Linked DNA regions of Sus scrofa: region 2 is linked to region 1. The links are chromatin contacts, called in public Hi-C maps. All regions are on one chromosome and are shown on one strand. Each heading gives the region's core, a stretch centred on a gene start, on an enhancer-like site or on the middle of the called end of the contact. The rest is flanking DNA. Distances are from core to core; before and after follow the strand shown. Region 1 holds the start of LIPG (lipase G, endothelial type). Region 2 has its middle 59 kb from the start of LIPG.

Evidence for each region. Hi-C and Micro-C count contacts between places; a contact is called where the count stands out from the background.
Region 2: a contact with region 1 is called in a Hi-C map of liver, with 6 times the contacts expected there. The contact joins the enhancer-like site here to the promoter of LIPG in region 1. A contact is called at or near these places in 1 of 5 promoter capture datasets (liver), 7 of 47 Hi-C or Micro-C datasets (embryonic fibroblasts, liver, mesenteric adipose tissue and 1 more) and 1 of 2 datasets of contacts at active chromatin or transcription factors (skeletal muscle).

Annotation. Positions count from the first base shown.
Region 1 is chr1:99,080,248-99,083,476 of Sscrofa11.1, reverse strand. It overlaps LIPG (lipase G, endothelial type), which reads right to left and starts at 1,537. Exons shown (of 10, transcript NM_001243029.1): 1 at 1,119-1,537. The coding sequence starts at 1,215.
Region 2 is chr1:99,139,616-99,142,636 of Sscrofa11.1, reverse strand. No RefSeq gene overlaps it. Among named protein-coding and RNA genes, the nearest start is that of LIPG, 59 kb to the right of the region's middle. Within about 2 kb of position 1,711, at least 25 of the 83 cell types and tissues checked have an H3K27ac peak or open chromatin away from gene starts, as enhancers often do. A contact at or near this core is called in liver, mesenteric adipose tissue and skeletal muscle, where this site is marked.

The DNA of each region.
Region 1 (3,229 bases), core at 288-2,787:
TTTTTTTTTTTTTTTTTGGCAGCACCCACAGCATGAGGAAGTTCCTGGGCCAGGGATCAAACGTGCACCACGGCAGTGACAACGCCCAATCCTTAACCCATTGGGCCACCAGGGAACTCCAATAAATATGTTTTTGAATGAATGAAATTGCCCCCCCCAAATACTCAGAATAGCGGAACACAGAAGCTGGAAGGAATGTTAGCATTTTGCAGGAGAGCTACCCTGTTCACCTGCACTAGAGTTAAGAACATGTGAAGTGCAGCAAGTTTTTTTTCATTCATTCAAATTAAATCCCCCCAAACACACACGCACATAAGCTGACATGGATCAACATCATTTGACCCAACCTCAGCAGAAAAGTAGACGATGAAATAACGGGGTATGGTTCAGGGATTCCCCCACTCTCCTCTGCTTAACTACTTGGTACTCCCGCTGAGTGACCTACACTCACTCCTCCAGGGTAGGCTTCCTTCAATAGAAAAGACTGTCATGTAGAACTCTGAAGAAAAGCTGGCAGCTAGGAAAAGAAGTAGAAAGAGGAAGAGCAAGGGCTAGAAAGAGCGTTGGGGGAAGGCTAGCACCCTGGGGAAGAAGCCCAGCAGCTTCTCTGCACAAATTACTCACCAAATGCTCCCGGTAAGCATTCATCAAACCAGAGCCAGCTACCCTAATACCTTACCTTTCAAAACACCTATGCTGAGATTTAGAAGGAGGGGCAACAGATGACAGCGCTCTTTCTAACAGCCTTCTGACCCCGAAAAACCCCAGGTTCAAAGAGAAGGACAAGGTGAAATAGCTGCTGGCAGCCAACTCTGCTGACTGGACAGCACCGATAAGGGAACCACATAACGGCAAGGGGGTGGGGCGAGAGTGAGCGCTGGAGAGCGCACCCACCAGCCTGTGGCCTTTTGGATGCCCGGCTGGGGATGCCCTGGTCAGAGGTGCTGAGGAACAAGTGAACTGCAAGACCAATTAGGAAGAGCAAATGGACAGTGCAGGAGGAAAGGAAGAAGGATGGCACAGGATGGAGGAAAGACTGAAGAAGGGTGGGCGAGACAGAGGGGACTTGGCGCAGGAAAGAAGTTTTTGGGGTGGTAATAAAAATAAGTGCACGTTACCTTGCAACCTTCCCTCTGGACCAGGGAGTGCGGGGCCTTCCGCCGCAAAACAGCAATAGAAACTCCAGAGGCAGAGCAGAGGAACTGAGTTTCGCATCCTTCCCCACAGCACCCCCTTCCCCAAAATGAGACTTTTAAAAAGATAAAAAAACAAACCAAACAAACAAACAAAAAGAAAAAAACCACCTCTCGAAGTTTCCAGCAGTCCGAGCCCTTAAGACCCTAAGTGGGATCAGACAGTGGTGGCCTTAGACAGCTGAAGGTGGAGAAGGTGAAAAATGAAAACTTGGCTAAACTGAGCAGCGGGGTGGTGGAGTGAGTGTGAAAGGGCTTGAACCAGAACCAGATCTGCCCTTCCCTGTGCCTCCCGCCCGGGAAGCCTGGGCTTGCCACTGTCACACCGCGCGAGCTGCCACCGCGCGAGCTGCCCGGCGAGGTAGTTTTTTAAAGTATTGGAGTCATCTGACCCATCGCCAGATGGTGATTTGCATAATTTATTCCCGTCCCTGGACTCTGATTGGTCACACCTTCGCTGACGTCCGAACCAAAGACTCCCCAAAGTTTGAATGAAAGCGCCACACACCCACCGCGTGGACTCTCCGCACGCGCTGCCTTGCTTTCTCCCCCGGCAACTCCGCCAGCAGCCGGGCTCCTGCCACCACACTTTTTCCTGGTGTCCACTCCCGGACCCTAGATTCTCCCCTCGACCCTGCTGCCCAAGGGGGATCATTACCCCAAACCGCTGCTCCCGCCGCGCTCGCGATTCCTGGAGAAGGAAGGTTATCCTCTCCCAGGCGCAAAGCCAACCCCGCGCCGGAACTGATCTCTCCTCGCCCAGGGCCAAGGGTCCAGATGGACGAAAGCCACCTGGTCCCCCTGTGGTCCTTCTTTTTTCCCTTTCCTCCTGCCTTCCTGCTCTGCGAGGCCCACGACAGGTGCAGACGTCGTGATCGGACAATAACTAGGCAGAGCTGAGTTGCTATGGGCTGTGGTCTGGGCATCAGGATCGCTCAGATCCTTCTCGGTCAGTCCTCGCTCCGCCACTAGCTGCAACTAGTGACTAGCCGTCCAACTTCTCCAAGACCATTCCTTCCTTCCCAGAACGCGGATGGTAACAGTTCCTGCCGCTTAGGAATTTGGGGAAAAATTAAAAGACCTACTCTGGGACAGCGCTTAGTGCTGCGCCTGCCACGTGGTAAGCGCTCTCTTACCTGGGGGTGCAGGACTAGAGGGATGCCGGGGACATTCCTCAAAGGAATAGTGAGCCAAGCGTGGGGGTCTCAGACCGGTAACCAGCGCCAAGTGTCGACCTATTGAGTGGAATTAAGCAGCAGCGTCTTCTCCCTCCTCTTTTTTTTTCCTCCTCTCCTTCCTGTAATGATACGCGCGTCCCTGCTCCTGCCCCCTAGTGCTGGCTCCAACTCCGCCCGAGGGACCCCGAGACCGAGGGCTGCGAGCCGGATTCAGCACCTGACGCAGGGGAGCCTGGATTGAGCCCGGGGCGCTTGCCAGTCTTCCGCTGGGACCACTTGGGGGCGGTTGCGTCTCAACAGCCCTCGGGGAATGCCGAGGGGATGGGAGAGGTTGAAAGCGCCAAGGACTCCTGCCTGGTTCTCGCTAGACCTGGTTCTGCAAGACTGCACCTTCGACCGCAAGTAACCCCGCGGTCGCTGGGAAACTGGTCCTGTTCTTGCCTGGGGAGGAAAACTGCCAGAGCAGCCCGGAGCCCCTTCCTCCCCTAGTGTCAGGGCCCCCGCCTGGAAGGTCTGTGTGGGGAAACCATCTGGAGGAGCAGGTCCTGTTCTGACCTATCCTCACTACTGTGTTACTCCATTTGCCAACGAAGCACCCTTTGTCCCTCCTGTGTTCTCTAATTCTTTAAGAGGCAGGCTGGCTTCACTTTTTGCGTGTAAAACTCAATGCACTTTATAGGATGGTAAATGGCACCCCAAAATGTGTACTTCCTTCCTCTTACTACTCTCCTTCTCCACTGGCAAATTATACAAACATAAGTCAAATATCATTTCCATTTTAGAGAGGGAAACCTGAGTCCTGGGAACAGGCTTCAAGTCTCCACCACCAGATCTCTCTCTTCTGCTCTTGGTTTGATT
Region 2 (3,021 bases), core at 462-2,961, 59 kb before region 1:
AGACCGGCAAGGCTGGACAGGACAGCTGGATGTGATGATAGTGTCCTGGGTGGTACCCAGAGACCATGGGCTATGGGAACCCACAGCTACTGAGAATTCCTGATCTGAACTGGGGCCCTGACACACCCCCCAAGCTTCTGCCAAAGTGAGCAGTAGATGGGGCCGAGTAAGTTTGGGTTTTTAATTTGGGGAATGTGTCCCAGCAAAGATCATCTGTGGCCCACTTAGCTAGAGCCCAACCCAAAGTAACTCCTCTCCCCAAGCCCATGGGAACTCTCAGCCTCCCCAGCATGACCCGGAACCTGGAAGCCTGTATGCTTTTGAAGAGATGAGCTCCAGCCTTCCTTGCTCCTTCCTTGTTCCTGAGTCAGACAGCAGAGGATGTCTGTCACATCACCCCCTCCTCCGCATTGCCGAGCAGAGCAATGGGAACCCACAGCTACTGAGAATTCCTGATCTGAACTGGGGCCCTGGGGTGGAGGGGAGTCCTGAGGCACACAGCAAAACCTCGGTTCATTCCTGAGTCCCAGGAATGCTCAGATGGAGTCTGGGCCAGCCAAGCCTGACGGCCATCAACTTGGCTGCAGGACAGAATGTACCTTCGAGTGTTTCCAGCATGTGTGCGTGCTTGTGTATATGTATGTGTGTATGCACACATGTGGATCTCCCAGGCACAAGATGTTGGGTAACACCGACCTAATGTTCTGGCCCAACACGCAGCCAAAGGATTTCGACAGGCTTTGCCTCTGAGGCAGCCAACAAGCAAATCTCCCTAGAAGGTCATTGTCCCTGAGAACACTGACATCATGAACGTACTGCATCATGTGTTCTCTCTTCTCACGGACAGTTCTGTCCAGCTGCAAGCAAACACCAAGGCACCCTCCCCTCTAAACTGTGTGCCTATGTTTTCATCAACACCTAGGGATGCAATAAGTGTTTATTGACTGAACGGTAAAAGGGTCACAGAAAAACCCACCCAAGGGGGTTTGCAGCATGCGGAAGTGAGGAGGGCTTTTCCATCCCTTTCCCTCAGAGGTGGTGGGTTTGATGGGAGGGAGGGGAGTTATGGATTTGCTATAGCAGAATTTCTGGGGCTCTAGTAATCATGCATAAATATTCCCGAAAGCCCCCCAGAAGAAGAAAAGGATTGAGAACCAACTGCCTCAAGAAGAGAGGTAAAAAGAGGAGCCTTTTTTCAACGTGATTAACCCACCACTGCTGTAGAATCCACCTGCTGGACCCTCATGGCCACCTAGGTTTCTGACTCATTCTATCGGCCACCTTCCACATCTCTCCCCAAACCACAGTCCAGTTTAGCCCCATGAACATCCCCCCTGCCCAAGGACCGCCACTCCCTTAGACTTCCTTCCAGCCCCAGTTAAGAAAAACTTGTGATCATCAGCTTCCAGACCCCAGGGCCTCCCACTCTGCCCTTTCCAGGATCTTTCCCAAGACTGGAAGACATAAGAAGAGTTTGGGGTCTCTTTCCCTCCCCCAGGCAATCAGGTGTCCAAATAAGGACAAAATAGGAGTGCATTCAATGTGTGGCCTCCTGGTGTTAGGATGAATGCACAAGCCAGGCTACAGCCCTTCTCAGGGTGCCTGGCACTTGGAACCTTTAAATGCAAATTCCCCTTGCGGCAGCCCTGGCCTCTTCTGCAGGGCGGGCAGCTATCCTGGGAGAAAAGACAAGATTTAAATTGGTAATCAAGCCCTGTACCAGATTGGACTTTGACCTTGTTCAGAATTCCACTGGCCCATGTCCCCTGACTTGCCACCCCCTTTCTGCCAGTTTTTCCTTTGAGTTAGCTGCCTGCCATCTAAGGCAGTAAGACAGGCTGTCACCAGCTGCTGCCTGCCTGGCTGCCTTCCACCTGGCTGGATCAGAAGGCCTTGGAAATCAAGCAGCTTTGCCTCTCCAGCCTCTTTGCTACCTCTGCTGCTGGAGCAAGATAAGTGGGGTCTGGATGAGCCTTTGGCTCCAGCTGAGCCCACTTGCAGGGCATAGGAAGAGGTAAGGGTAGCCCCCACGGGCTTCTCTGATGCATTCTTGGTTACCAAAGTGATTCTCAGACCTGGCCTGGGATAGCCAGTGTGGGCCCACATGCCAGCTACATCCACAGAAGAAACATGAAGCCAATATTCATTTTCTTTTCTTTTTTTTTTTTTTTTTTTTTTTTCCTCTTTTAAGGGCTGCACTAGCAGCATATGAAAGTTTCCAGGCTAGGGGTTGAATCAGAGCAAGAGCTGCCGGCCTACGCCACAGCCACAGTGACACAGGATCCGAGCCTCGTCTGTGACCTGAACCACAGCTCATGGCAACGCCAGATCCTTACCCACTGAGCAAGGCCAGGGGTGGAACCCGCATCCTCATGGATACTAGTCAGATTCGTTTCTGCTGCCTCACCATGGGAACACCCCCAACATTCATTTTCTACCTCTCTCTCCACTGCCCCGGAACCACTGCTTGCTGCAAAACACCGTGTTTTTTCTCACTTCTTCCTGGAAGGCCTTGCATATTCCCTTCTGTATGTCTAATTCTGCCCTTCTTTCCAGGACCTGGGAAACCACTGATCACCATAAAGTACCTACACTCCCCTGCAACCCTACCACCCTTTCTCTCTGCCCTCCTCAATTCATGATTCAAACCAAATATCTGGGGCATTTAGTTCCATGCTGATTTTTTTTTTTTTTTTTTTTTTTTGGCTTTTCTAGGGCCGCACCATGGCATAGGGAGGTTCCCAGGCTAGGGGTCCAATTGGAGCTGTAGCCACTGGCCTATGCCACAGCCACATGGGATCAGAGCTGAGTCTTCGACCTACACCACAGCTCATGGCAACGCCAGATCCTTAACCCACTGAACAAGGCCAGGGATTGAACCTGCAATCTCCTGGTTCCTAGGCAGATTCGTTAACCACTGAGCCACAATGAGAACTCCCAGTCCCATGCTGATTTGCTTGGTTTCAAACCTTATTTCCCCAACAAGTCGGTAGGCTCCCGGTGACCATGTGTTACCTAGAA